Linked DNA regions of Macaca mulatta: region 1 is linked to region 2. Evidence: chromatin contacts called from public Hi-C data. All regions are on one chromosome and are shown on one strand. The core of a region is the stretch at or near the end of the contact, and the rest is flanking DNA. Distances in the headings are between cores, read along the strand shown. Region 1 holds the start of LOC114673764. Region 2 holds the start of PRELID3A (PRELI domain containing 3A).

Region 1 (7,272 bases), core at 3,416-5,915, 230 kb after region 2:
CCTTGCGCCTGTAATCCCAGAACTTTGGGAGGCCGAGGCTGGTGGATCACTGAGGTCGGAAGTTTGTGACCAGCCTGGGCAACATGGGGAAACCTTGTTTCTACTAAAAATACAAAATTAGCCAGGCGTGGTAGTGCATGTCTGTAATCCCAGCTACTCGGGAGGCTGAGACAGGAGAACTGCTTGAACCCGGGAGGCAGAAGTGGCGGTGAGCCAAGATTGCACCATTGAACTCCAGCCTGGGCAACAAGAACAAAACTCCATCTCACAACAAAAAAGAAAAAAAAAAAAATCAATGGATGTGAAAACATAAATGTTGCAGATTGCTAACTACATATAATCATGATAAATACAATGAAAAATAAAGTGTGGTCGGCACACAGTGGCTCAATTCTGTAATCCCAGCACTGTGGGAGGCTGAGGCGGGTGGATCACCTGAGGTCAGGAGTTCGAGGCCAGCCCAGCCAACACGGTGAAAACCCATCTCTATTAAAAATACAAAAATTAGCTGGGCATGGTGGTACACAACTATAATCCCAGCTACTTGGGAGGCTGAGGCAGGAGAATTGCTTGAACCCTGGAGGCAGAGGTTGCAGTGAGCCCAGACCGTACCACTGCACTCCAGCATAGGCAACAGAGTGAGACTCCATCTCAAAAGAAAAAAAAAGAAGTGATCAAAAAAAAAAAAAAAAAAAAAAATTTGGCCGGGCACGGTGGCTCACGCTTGTAATCCCAGCACTCTGGGAGGCCGAGATGGGCGGAACACGAGGTCAGGAGATCGAGATCATCCTGGCTAACACAGTGAAACCCCGTCTCTACTAAAAAAACAAAAAAATCAGCCAGGCGCGATGGCTCACGCCTGTAATCCCAGCACTTTGGGAGGATGAGGCCGGCGGATCACCTGAGGTCTGGAGTTCGAGACCAGCCTGACAAACATGGTGAAACCCCGTCTTTAATAAAAATACAAAAATTAGCCGTGAGTGGTGGCCGGCACCTGTAGTCTCAGCTACATGGGAGGCTGAGGCAGGAGAATTGCTTGAACCTGGGAGGCGGAGGTTGCAGCGAGCCAAGATCGCACCATTGCACTCCAGCCTGGGAGACAGAGCGAGACTCCGTCCCAAGGAAAAAAAAAAAAAAATACAAAAAAAATCAGCCAGGTGTGGTGGCAGGCGTCTTTAGTCCCAGCTACTCTGGAGACTGACGCAGGAGAATGGCATGAACCCAGTAGGCAGAGCTTGCAAGCTTGCAGTGAGCCGAGATCGCGCCACTGCACTCCAGCCTGGGTGACAGAGCGAGACTCCATCTCAAAAAAAAAAAAAAAAGTTTTTTACTTATTTTCCCCAACTCGTTCCTACAATGGAAGTCTCATGAATACAAACGTTCCTTAAAAACAGAAAAAAGAAGTCAAGCGCAGTGGCTCACGCCTACAATCCCAGCACTTTGGGAGGCCGAGGCAGGAGGATCATGAGGTCAAGAGATCAAGACCATCCTGGCCAACATGGTGAAACCCCGTCTCTACTAAAAATACAAAAATTAGCTGGGCATGGTGGTGCATGCCTGTAGTCCCAGGTACTTGGGAGGCTGAGGAAGGAGAATCGCTTGAACCTGGGAGGCAGAGATTGCAGTGAGCCAAGATTGCGCCACTGCACTCCAGCCTGGGCGACAGAGGGAGACTCCATCTCAAAAAAAAAAAAAAGAAAAGAAAAGAAAAAGAGAGACTGGGCAAGGTGGATTACACCTGTAACGCCAGCACTTTGGGAGGCCAAGACAGTTGGATCACGTAAGCCCAGGAGTTCCAGGCTGCAATGAGCTATGACTACACCACTGCACTCCAGCGGTGCAATACAGCAAGAGCAGCGGTGCAATACCAGAGCAGCCTGGGCAATACAGCAAGACCCTGTCAAAAAAAAAAAAGAAAAGAAAAGAAAAAGAAAAAAAGAAAAGAAAGAGAGAAAAAGAAAGAAAGAAAGAAAGAAAGAGAGAAAGAAAGAAAAGAATTTTTAAGTGTGCACAACACCAAATTATTCATCAAGTTTAAGAATCAAGATAACATCTTCAGAAGACTGTGTATCCTCCTGAGCCATGCAATTATTCTTAAATCCCATGAGGAAATAAACTAATATTTTAGTATGAACTTCTTAAATAATTTTAGTCAATAGAAAATGCTCAAGTCTCTATTAACAACTTTGATTAGGCCTTCTCCATAACTGGTAGCGCAGGTCATGAGCAGAACTGAGAAAGAGAATTATAAACCTATTACGAATTGTGGAGAACAACTCCACTCACTATTTTCTCCATAAAGGCAGTTTATTACACTGAGATCAACATGTTATCACTCACACTAGTGATGTAAAAAATATTCCATTTCAACATAAGGTTCAGACCAAAAAACGAAAAAACAAAAAACCCATCCACGAGAATCTATCTATCTTTGACAACAAAACTACACTATTTTGGGATTAAGTTTAAGTGACAAGACAATGTAAACTGGGGGCTTGTTCTCTCCGGAAATCACCACTACCAATGCTGCTTCTGAAAGCAGGCTGCACACAACCATTTTTCCTCTGGAAACAGCTAAATTCCAAGGTACGATATTGCTGTATTTATTTATTTATTTATTTATTTATTTGACGGGGTCTTGCTCTGTCACCCAGGCGGGAGTGCAGTAGTGCAATCTTGGCTCACTGCAGCCTCCACCTCCCAGGTTCAAGCAATTCTCGCGCCTCAGCCTCCCAAGTAGCTGGTATTCCAGGGGCACACCACCACGCCCGGCTAATTTTTGTATTTTTTGTAGAGACATGGTTTCACCATGTTGGCCAGGCTGGTCTCGAACTCCTGACCCTCAGGTGATCCACCTACCTCGACGTCCCAAAGTGCTGGGATTACAGGCATGAGCCACTGCACCCGGCAAACATTGCTGTATTTTATAAATGTATCTTTTTGTACCAATTAATACACTATAAATTATAATTGCAAGTGTTTCTCACTAAGATTAAGTCCAGGTTTAAAAGCAATAAGCCAATCAAATAAACAAAAAACTATGTGAAATAGTTTCAAAAGATTAAAAAGATGGATTTAAATAAAAACTTGTTTACCTGACGCTAAAAAGTAAAAGATAAAAGCACGTAAATAAAAATGTGTTTACCTGACACTAAAAAACAAAAGATTAAAAACATGTTCTGGCGGAACTGAAAGAATAAGTATAACCTGGAATATTGTTTTAATCAAGTTAGACAAGGGTTTTCATTAAATGTCATTTTATTAATTCGAAATTACATCTTTCACCTTAAGCGTTTTGACATTTCCATCAACTTTCTAAAAGTGAGGGTAGATTGTTTTTCTATGTTTTTAATAGACTTGCCTCTCAAAAGAATGAATTAGATAAAAACTGATGAGAGAAACCTTTCCTCAACCTCCTCCTCCTCTTCAATGAGCATCTGAGTAAACCCTGGCTATAAATTACTGTTTAGGTCATAATCCTGAAAAATTTGCCTTAGACAATGACGTAACTAAGGCCCATTTTCTCTTTGTATCTGGACATCCTGTCAACTTTTTGCTTTACAAACCTGTTTTTCATCACAACCAATTTTCACACACAGGAATGTAATCGTGTTTTCCAACGTCCAGGAGCCAAAAATCATTATTTAGTCTATTTTTCCATTTCTCCCCAAAGAGCAGAATTCTCCTCAGGGTACATTTCTGAACGGAGGAAAGGCTGTCTAACGAGGAGCTCGGGGTTCCCGACAGCGGCACTGAGGATCCGCGCGGAGCCCCCGCGTGGAGCCTGCGATGCCCTCCCCACCCCGCGAACCCGGCCGTGCGCAGCAAACACGGCGTGAGGCGCACAGGCCGCTGGCCAGGAGCAGGGCCCAGCCCACCGCTCCCAAACGCGCCGCGGGCAGCTGTCGCGCGGGCTGCACAATGACGAGCGCCCCGCGGCCCGCAGGCCCAGGCCCACCCAGGGCCGCCCCAACGCCCTCCGCACAGCGGATCTGCGCCGCCGCCCGCCACGAGGCTCTGACCTCCGAGGGGCCCCGGCCCGCCCCGGCCTGACGCCGCCCTTCCCTGCGGGTCCCGGCCGGACCCTCCCGGGGGTATCCCGCGGCAAACGGGGGGCGGAGGGGGCGGAAGGGCCGGGGACGCTGAGGGTAAGGCGGCCCAGCTGGGGGCGTTCCAAGGACTACGAGGGAAAGGGGCCCGGCGGCCTCACCCGAAACGGGGGGCGGCTCTCCCGCGTCGTCGGCCGCGGGCGCCAGGGTGACGGCGCCGTCCCTCCAGACGCGGATCTGCGCGGCCGAGCGCACACGGCGGCGGGGCTGGCGGCGGCGGGCGGCGGCGCGCAGGGAGCCGCAGCACTGGTAGCACACGGCCCACGCCTGCTCCTCGTTGATGGGCTGGTTGTAGAGCCGCAGGATCTCCTCCAGGCTCAGCGCGTCCTGCGAGCCCCCGGCCGCGCCGCCGGCTGCCTCGGGCTCCCGCGGCCCCTCGCCGCCCCCCGCCTCAGCCCGCGGCTCCCCGCCGCCCGCCGGGCCGGCCGCCTGAGCCATCCCGCGGGTGGGCGCTGCGCTCGGCAGTCGCGCCGTGTGCCGGCGTCTCCTCAGCCCCGGAGCATCGTCTCCGCGCGCCGCCGCCTCACCATCCCCGGAACCGCCACCGCCCAACGCGGCCGCGCGCGCCGCCGCCGGGACCAGGCGAGTGCCCGGGAGGCGTGGGCGAGAGGAGGGCGGCGAGGACACGGCTGCAGTCCGGAGCAGACCGCCGCCGGCCGGTAGCGACGCGATGGCGTCCGGCGCCCCGCCCCGCCCCGCCTCGCGCAGTCCGGCGCCGCCCAGCGCCCGCCCCTCAGGGGGCCCCACGGGCCGGGGGATGCACGCTCTGGAGGTGAGGACCGGGCAGGACGGCCTGGCCTCGAGGCGAGATGGCCGCACGGTCTCTAGTGGGCCGCGACCCGCAAGGCTCGCAGAGTCGCAGGTGGTGACGCGCGGTCGGGGGCCCGGTCGCAGGGGACACACAGCTGGGGGCGCGATGGTGAGGGCGGCGACGCACGGTCCGGAGGGGACGCGCGGCCGGGTAGGGCGTGCAGGGTGGTGGGGCGTGGGGGACACGCGGGGCCGGGGTCGGACGCGCGGTCGGGGGGCGCAGGGGCAAGAGGGGCTCGCATTTATCACGGAAGCCCCCAGCCGACTCTGGCGGGGAACTGAGCGCGCCAACGCGGGTCACCGCCCTGCACAGCGGGAGAAGTCACCGCATTGACGTTCCCTAGGCGCTGGACGGCCGAAGGTCTGGTTGAGAACTTGAACCCGCCTGAAGCGGAGGCCTGAGAAAATGCAGGCCCGCTGAAGCCCGCCCGCCGGCCCTGAGCCCTGAAAGCCTCCCGCAGTTTCCCCTGACCCCGCGGCCGCTCTGCGCCTTTTCCGATTTCTTGCTGGTTGAATACCTCCCTCTCCACTCCCAACTTCAGGGTAAGCACCATAAAGATGGGGATCTTCACGGGTTTTCCTCACTGACGTCTCCCAAAAGCTAAACCAGGGCCTGGAATATAAACATGTCGTACATAATTTGCAGGTGTTCGTTTCAGCGTCCTTCCGGATTCATTTGTAACATTCGTCCCTTCCCTCACTAAGGTAGTGTCTCAAGTACCACACTCATCAGAGCGTGTGGAATGAATATCACAGTGGTAAAATTGAACTGAGGGCAATTAGCCATAGAAATAAAGAATTCCGCCCCCCCCACCTATTAAATATGCAATAAAACGGATAATTATTAATCATCCATTGGTAGATGAATTTAATCGATAAAATTCCACTGAGGCTAGTCCTGTGTGAAAGCCCTACAGAGTGTTGAAAGCATCAACCAAATAGGCAATGTGTATTAAATTCCTGTCAACCTTTTACGGCAGTTTTATGTGAAATGTTAGAAATCACGCTTTCAACAATCGTATCTTGCGGTAGAAACTACAACAGTCTATTTAAATTACAACCGTCTATGAAAATAAGATACCATCTTACATACAGCTGGGATGGGGAGGAGGGAGAAAAGCAACAGGACGAAAAGGAAGATGAAGAAATTGAAAGAGGGTCGTGCGCAGTAGTTTAGGCCTGTAATCCCAGCACTTTGGGAGGCTGAGGCGGGACGATCACTGACGTCAGGAGTTCAAGACCAGCCTGGACAACATGGTGAAACCCTGTCTCTACTAAAAATACAAAGAAAATTAGCCGGGTGTGGTGACGCACGCTTGTAATCCCAGGTACCCGGGAGGGTGAGGCAGGAGAATCGCTGGAACTTGGGAGATGGAGGTTACAGTGAGCCGAGATCACACCATTGCACTCCAGCCTGGGGGACAGAGCAAGAGTCAGTCTCAAAAGTAAATAAATAAGTAAAAAATAAATTGGAAGAGGAGAAGAAAGCTCTCCAGGCAATTTATTATAATTTCAGTACGAGAGATACAAAACAACCCCTTAAAGTAGTATCACTTAATTATAGGTTCCTAATCTCATTTGTAACAATGCAGTATCTATGCGTGCCAAAGCCCGGAGAGGCAAACATATAATTCCTTATGTGTGACACTATATATATAAAAATATATCTCTGTCCTCTTGATTAAAAACAGACAAACATTACCATATTTTGCTATTTCAAAAGTGTATCCAGTGTGAATTTTGAAAATACAGACTGGTTTAAAATATTTTGAACAAGCCAGGGAAAAAAATGATCTACTTTTATGGACAACACTACCACCTTCTGGCCTTATGGGATACTGCTGCCCATTGCACTTGGACAACTACAGCCAAAAACATTTTTGTCTTTGCCTTTCCCACCAGTAAACAAGATAAATGGGTTTAATAAGCTGGGGAATCTATGAGCCATTAACCTGCTAATCCTGGCATAGGGTAGTAAATAAATCTTGAAGACAACAGTACAGGGAAGGAGGAAGTGAGTAAAGGAAATCCGAACTTTATTTTTTAAAAGATGCATTATTTTTTTAGTCATCCCTCTAATCAATGGAAAAAGATGCAGTTTCTCTTTTTTTTTTGATTGAGACAGAGTCTCACTTGGTCACCCAGGCTAGGGTCAGTGCCGTGATTTCAGCTCACTGCAACCTCCGCCTCCTGGGTTGAGACGATTCTCATGCCTCGGCCTCTGGAGTAGCTAGGATTACAGGCACACGCTACCATGCCTGGCTAACTTTTGTATTTTTAGTAAAGACAGGCTTTCACCAAGTTGGCCAGGCTGGTCTCAAACTCCTGACCTCAGTAGTCCACCCACCTCAGC
Region 2 (7,310 bases), core at 82-2,581:
GGGACCCTACGGTCCAGCCTCCGGCTTCTGGGCCTTGTGTATTCTGCTCTCCTCCCAGGAAGATACCTCCAGGACCAGCACAGAGCAGGGCTCTTTGGGTGGAGGAAACTGAACCAGTGCCTGGGATGAAGAAGGCGAGGACGTGTGCAGGAATCACCATAGCTCAGGTAGCCTGAGGCCAGTGCACCTAGGACGGGGAGGGGTCTCCTTTAGTGTCAGCATCTCCCGGAGAGCTGTCCCCACGGCCACAGACGTCCCCGGGGCGCCAGGCCCTGCTCTAAGCTGGGACTCAGCCGACTCAGACAAGGGCCCTGTCCTCTCGCCCCATCTCATCCTGGAGAAGAGTACCCTCTTCTCAGAACAAGCATGTCACTTCCTTGCACTTTAACTTCGTTTGCGGCAGTGCAGGGTACTTTACAAAGCTATAAAGGAGTTTATCCTGGTGCAAAGGGAGACTCTTTTTCCTTACAGGATTTGCTTTAGAAAACTTGTAATCACAAATTCTTTTTGAGATATACGTAAATTTTTTTAAAGCTAAATATTTCCCCCCAGTTTTACAACTCAAGAATGTATTTTCTCAAGGACTTGAGAGTCCTCTCTGAAATGTCATCCCCGTCTCCCAGTTCCGTGGGAGGGTAGGAGTCCAGCTACCAGAGAACCCCTGGCTTCAAATTGTAAACCTACCTCCTGTAGTAAATATATGAAAAATTCATTTTTCCTTTGGATAAAGGCAATTAGCAAACGCAAAGGGCCACTGCATTTACTAATGGCCACTCCATCATCAGGCGAATTTAAGATGAATTCTGTGACAAATGGTGCAGTGGAGTCCCCTCCCCGGAGGGCTGTCTCGTTTACCTCGGGAGCATGTGTGGGGTAGGTGGCATCCTCCCGGCTGTTTGATACAGGCTGAGATTTCTGTCATTGCAGCCTATTTGCGGATTGCTTGTGATGCACATCACATGCTGGTTTAATGTTTGTTCAAGACCCAAACTGCAGTGGAGTTTTGAGGGTTGACAGGTTCGTTTTTCATCACACGTCCCCGACAGTAGAAACCGGCGTAGCTGGACAGGGCCTTGGGGGAATTTGGACAGTGGGAATAAAGACGAGCGTCGCCTCCTACGCCCGCCGCATCTGCAGCAAGCGCGCACCGTGAACCTCCGGGTAGCAGCGCAGATCTCGGGCTGCGCCACAGCCGCGCCCGCAGAGCTATTTTTAGCCGCCGCAGCCTGCCCGGCCACCAGACTGGGTGGGCGGCACCCAAGAGCGCCCCGCCCATCGAGGCCCCGCCCACTCCGCGCCGGGAGCTGCGCGGGCCGGAGCACCCGGCCGGGATCCCAGAGCCCGCGCACTGCGCCGGCGGCAATGAAGATCTGGAGCTCGGAGCACGTGTTCGGGTGAGGCCTGGCTGAAGGCCGCAGTGGGGCCGCCCGGACGCCGGCTCCTGCTCCCGAGCCCGGCTGGAGCGGTCCGGGAAAGGCCGGACCTCACAGCGGGCCTCGCGGAGTCCCCAGCCCTGCGCCGGCCGTTCCCAGACCGCGACCTCGGCGTCCCGGAGAGGGGCACGCCCTTCCCCGGGACCGCGGTCTGGGCGAGGCGCTGCGCCCGGTCCGGCCTCTCCCCCGGCGTGCGCAGGGGCTTGGCTGCAGGCAGAGAGGCCCCGCTGGTGGTCCACGACCAGGGCGGGGGCAGCCGGAGCGGGGCGGCCGGAGCGGGGACGGCGGGGGCTGGGGCGGCCGGAGGCGGGGGAGGGGGCGGGGGCCTGGGGCTCGCTGCTCTCCTTTGGGTCGGGAGCCGGGCAGGGGAGAGGCCTGCAAGCTGGCGCCTTTGCTGAGATTGTCATAAATCTTCTGCGCGTTTCAGTGAGGGCCCACGGCGGGTTGTGAGCTCTGGAGAAAGCTGAAGGGAAAGAAGGCATTTGGGGGGCCCTGGCCCTGAACTCACTTTTAGGCACGGAAGGCCTCCAAGCCAGCGTGGAAAACCCCGAACTTTAAAAGTGCCCCCCCGGCACACGGATGGAAGTAGAGGTCATTATCTTAAGTGAAGCCAGGCCCAGAAAGACAAGTATCGTGTGTTCTCACTCCTAAGTGGGTGCTTAAGAATATGTTCACATGGATGTAGAGAGTGAACATCAGACGATGGAGACTCTGAAGGGTGAGCGGGTGGGAACAGGGAGGATAATGAGAAATTGGTTAATGGGTGCAAGGCACCTTCCCGGCTAATGCATACCCTAGGAGCGCTGACTTGATTACTACGAAATCTATGCATGTAACGAAATTGCACGTATACTCCATAAAATTGTGCAAATAAAAAGAAAAAAAAAGTGCCCTCCTAACCTAAGTGGTATCTTAAGTCAGTGATCTATGACACACTGAAATTATTCTTTAATATTTATTTACAGCAATAAAGATTTTTAAATTATCTGATCTCACTTAAGCATTAAGCATTTTATTTTTTGGGGAAAGAAAGTACTGCGTGGAAGGAAATTGTCATCCTTTGACTATTTTTTTATTTTTTTGAGACAGTCTCGCTCTGTCACCCAGGCTGGAGGGTTTTTTTTTTTTTTGGAAACAAGAGTCTTGCTCTGTAACCCAGGCTGGAGTGCAGTGGCGCGATCTTGGCTCACTGTAACCTCCCCATCTCGGGTTCAAGTGATTTTCCTTCCTCAGACTCCTAAGTAGCAGGGACTACAGGCATGGGCCATTACGCCTGGCTAATTTTTGTATTTTTAGTAGAGATGGGGTTTTGCCATGTTGGCCAGGCTGGTCTCGAACTCCTGACCTCAGGTGATCCACCCACCCCGGCCTCCCAAAGTGCTGGGATTATAGGTGTGAGCCACTGTGCCTGGCCTGACTTTAAACATGTAAAATTATTATAAAAATATATCAAGTGGTTTCAAAACCTCTGAAATTATTTTTCATGAAGTCTTTAGACTTGATGGGATCTACTTTTTTGTATGGCCTGTAGTGTTTCTCAAGTAGGGTTCCTTCAGCAACAAGGATGGGGCATCACTGAGCCGTCTGGATGCCGTGGACACTTAAGTCGTTGCATACCAGGGGTGCCCAAGCGGTTGGGGCTCAGTTTTCTCATGGAATGGCTGGGGTCTGCCCTAGAGGTTTGTTAACTGTCTGTGGACAAGCACAAATGAATAGCCAGCTGTGAAAAATCACAGTTGATGCTTTTGAAAATTGTTGCAGCTGCTAACTCCCATTTATTTTTTAAGGTTTACTGAAGTACACTTTACATACCATAAAATTATACACATTTTAAGTGTATAATTCATTAAGTTTGACTAAGTGAGACCATCACACAGTCCTGTCTTGGAACACTTCCATCCTCCTACAGAGGTGCCCCATGGGCATTAGCTTCCCATTTTACCCCATTTTCACCCCTGCCCCAGGCAACCAGGAATCTCTTTTCTGTTTTATGAATTTGCCTTGTTGGGACGTTGCATGTAAATGTCATCCTGCAATATGGGGTGTTTTATGTCTGGCTGCTTTCATTTCCCATGATCTTGAGGCTCACCATGTGGTAGAGTGTCAGTATTTCATTTCTCCCATCATTCATTTTGTATTCCTGGCACCCCGCCAGGGCCTGGTGCTTAGCAGGTACTCAGAAGGGGTGAGGAATCTCACACGGAGATCAGATGCCCTTCCAGGACGGGGGCAGCTATCCACCAAAGGAATCCTGGTCATCCCTGGAGCTGCTGTGGACTAGGTGCTAATTCTCTGCCATAGACTTTTGAACTTAAAAGCAAAGGGCTGTAATGAAGCCTGACAAATGTGGAATGTGGCTGGCTGTGGATGCTGTCATTGGCCTGTGGCTGGACGGGTTATGAATGATGTGGTACCATGAGGTGGCATAGCATCCAAATGACAGTACAAATTGGAAGTCTGGCTTCCTGGCTGGACTTACTGTGTAGCTTTCCCCTTGTTTCATCCATTGAAATCCCTGATTTTTTTTCCTTTGAGGATTATAGACCTTTCTTTTTCTTTCTATATTTAAAAAAAAATGTTTGTTTTACTGTTAGGTGAACATTTGATTGGAAATTAATAAATTTCCTTTTTTTTTTCCCTTTTTTTTTTTGAGGCAGAATCTTGCCCTGTCACCCAGACTGGAATGCAGTGATACGATCTTGGCTCACCGCAACCTCTGCCTCTCGGGTTCAAGCTATTCTTGTGCTTCAGCTTCCCAAGTAGCTGGGACCACAGGCGGGTGCCGCCACGCCGGGTGAATTTTTTGTATTTTTAGTAGAAACGGGGTTTCACCATATTGGCCAGCCTAGTCTTGAACTCCTGACCTCAAGTGATCCACCCACCTTGGCCTCCTGAAGTGCTGGGATTACAGTACTTTTGAAATGAAGACATAATTAGGCACACTTTTGATCTTACCAAGTTTTCTTCCTGTGTCCACGTGGAGAAGAAACTCTGCAGGCCCTGAGATCACTCACAGCAGACAGCAGTGTAAATACCCGGACAAAAGCAGCCTGGGGAAAGCCCATGGATTAACATGTGTGTTACCTAGACAGGGGAGAAAGTAGTTTAAATATAATTAAAAACATACGACCAAAGTATAGAAAGGGACATTTAAACATGAACAGGGTTTAAAATGTCTTCCTCCCTTGCTGGGCGCGGTGGCTCACGCCTGTAATCCCAGCACTTTGTGAGGCCGAGGCGGGTCGATCACCTGAGGTCAAGAGTTTGAGACCAGCCTTAACATGGAGAAGCCTATAGGTCTCCCGAGTAGCTGGGATTACAAGCACCTGCTACCACGCCCAGCTAATTTTTATATTTTTAGTAGAGACAGGGTTTCACCATTTTGGCCAGGCTGGTCTCAAACTCCTGACCTCAAGTGATCCACCCACCTGGGCCTCCCAAAGTGTTGGGATTACAGGCGTGAGCCACCACGCCTAGCCCTATTGTTTTTCGAAAATCCATCCGTATGAGATGTCTGTAGATGCCTATGTAAATATATGTAGATATAGATTTTAATAGCTGTATGAATGTGCCACCATTTATTCTTTTTTTTATTGGAGGACATTAAGTTTTCCCCTTATTACAGATCGAACTGCAGTGACCAGCCCTGTGTCTATTTCCCACTCAATCAAGGGCCCACTTAGGCCCATGGATTTCAAGCTCTTCAGCCTCAGGACCTGTTGACTTAGCAAAACCCTAAACAGTTTTGCTTATGTGGGTTATATCTGTCAGGATTTACCATATTAGAAATTAAAAATGAGAAATTGAAAGAGTTAATTCATTAAATTTAACAATAATAAACCTATTATATTAACACAATGTTTCTGAATAAAAAACTATATTTCCAAAAATTAGTGAAAGGAGTGGTGCTGTTTCTTTTCTTTTTTTTTTTTTTTTGAGACGTAGTCTTACTCTGTTGCCCAGGCTGGAGTGCAGTGGCGCGATCTCAGCTCACTGCAAGCTCTGCCTCCTGGGTTTACGCCATTCTCCTGCCTCAGCCTCCTGAGTAGCTGGGACTACAGGCGCCTGCCATCATGCCTGGCTCATTTTTTGTATTTTTTAGTAGAGACAGGGTTTCACCGTGTGAGCCAGGATGGTCTTCATCTCCTGACCTCGTGATCCGCCCATCTCGGCCTCCCAAAGTGCTGGGATTACAGGCTTGAGCCACTGCGCCCGGCCCATTTTTTGTATTTTTTAGTAGAGACAGGGTTTCACCGTGTTAACCAGGATGGTCTCGATCTCCTGACCTCGTGATCCACCCACTTCGGCCTCCCAAAGTGCTGGGATTACAGGCATGAGCCACCGTGCCTGGCCGCTGTTTCTGTTTTTACTAATATCTACAGTATCTGGCTTAATCGGAGATAACTTGATTCTCATATCTGCTTTTGCAGTCTGTGTTTGGCAATACATAGTTTTGGTTGAAGTGTATGGATAAACCCCAGCCTCACACAAATACGCAGCTGGAAAAGGTGGGCGTATCTTGGTAGTCTTTTTAAGTAATTATGACTATTCTTTCCTGCTATGACAAAACAAACAGTAGCTTGTTAACACTTAGTTGGAACACAACACCTGAAACTATAATGAATAGAGTATTGAGCTCTGAGGCCTAGGTGGGGGGATCGCTTAAGCTCAGGAGTTTGAGACCAGACTGGGCAACATAGTAGGCCCTGCCTCTACAAAAAATACATACAAAAATTAGCCAGGTGTGGTGGCTTGTGCCTGTAGTCCCAGCTGTTCAGGAGGCTGAGGCAGGAGGATTGCTTGACCCCAGGAGTTTGAGACTGCAGTGACAGACCATACCATCTCTTAAAACAACAACCACAACAACAAACCCATTGGCCTGTCCTGTATATAAATGAATCTTTTTTTTTTTTTTTTTTTTTTTGAGACGGAGTCTCACGCTGTTGCCCAGGCTGGAGTGCAGTGGCGCGATCTCGGCTCACTGCAAGCTCCGCCTCCTGGGTTCACGCCATTCTCCTGCCTCAGCCTCCTGAGTAGCTGGGACTACAGGCGCCCGCCACCGCGCCTGGCTAATTTTTTTTTTTTGTATTTTTAGTAGAGACGGGGTTTCACTGTGGTCTCGATCTCCTGACCTTGTGATCCGCCCGCCTCGGCCTCCCAAAGTGCTGGGATTACAGGCTTGAGCCACCGCGCCTGGCCGAATCTTTAACCCAAGTATGACTTGGAATCGTTTGGAATATAGGCCTCCACTGAGCGTGTAGCATGGGGCAGTCATCCAGCTCCTGGTAGCAGATAGAAGTTTTCTGAAATTTCAATTATCACTTTATTTATTTTTTTCTAGACAGAGTCTCACTCTGTCACCCAGGCTGGAGTGCAGTGGCATGATCTCAGTTCACGGCAACTTCTGCCTCCCAGATTCAAGCAGTTCACCTGCCTCAGCTTCCCAAATAGCTGGGATTACAGGCGCCTCCCACCACGGCCTGCTAATTTTTGTACTTTTAGTAGAGAAGGGGTTTTGCCATGTTGGCCAGGCTGGTCTCGAACTCCTAACCTCAGGCGATCCACCTGCCTTGGCCTCCCAAAGTGCTGGGATTACAGGCGTGAGCCACCGTGCCTGGCCAAATTATCACTTTAAAGCTCAAATTTTATCTTTGGCAGCAAATGCTATCAGTTGTCTTCCTTGAAGCACAGCCTTACTTTGTTAACATTCAAGAGATCATCTGCCAGATCCCCAAGTCTGAATAAGCAAAGTTTATCTGTTTATTCTTCTTTCTGTTGATTGCTCTTTCAAGAACAAGAGGCAGGCAGTGAGTGGAAAGCAGCAGAGAGACAGGGGCTGTCACTCACAGTGAGCAGGTGCTGGAGCCCCCAGACCCC

Evidence for each region. Hi-C and Micro-C count contacts between places; a contact is called where the count stands out from the background.
Region 1: a contact with region 2 is called in a Hi-C map of liver, with 5 times the contacts expected there. The contact joins the promoter of LOC114673764 here to the promoter of PRELID3A in region 2. A contact is called at or near these places in 6 of 14 Hi-C or Micro-C datasets (CD4 T cells, blood, fetal cortex germinal zone and 3 more).

The regions. Positions count from the first base shown.
Region 1 is chr18:83,328,735-83,336,006 of T2T-MMU8v2.0, forward strand. LOC114673764 reads left to right here and starts at 4,666. Exons shown (of 4, transcript XM_077975406.1): 1 at 4,666-5,028; 2 at 5,264-5,462. The coding sequence starts at 4,780. The coding sequence ends at 5,290. All of the region lies in intron 1 of SPIRE1 (spire type actin nucleation factor 1), which reads right to left. LOC144336557 (a long non-coding RNA gene) reads left to right here. Exons shown (of 2, transcript XR_013408443.1): 1 at 1-447; 2 at 1,791-1,848.
Region 2 is chr18:83,102,736-83,110,045 of T2T-MMU8v2.0, forward strand. It overlaps PRELID3A (PRELI domain containing 3A), which reads left to right and starts at 1,332. Exons shown (of 7, transcript XR_013408424.1): 1 at 1,332-1,394.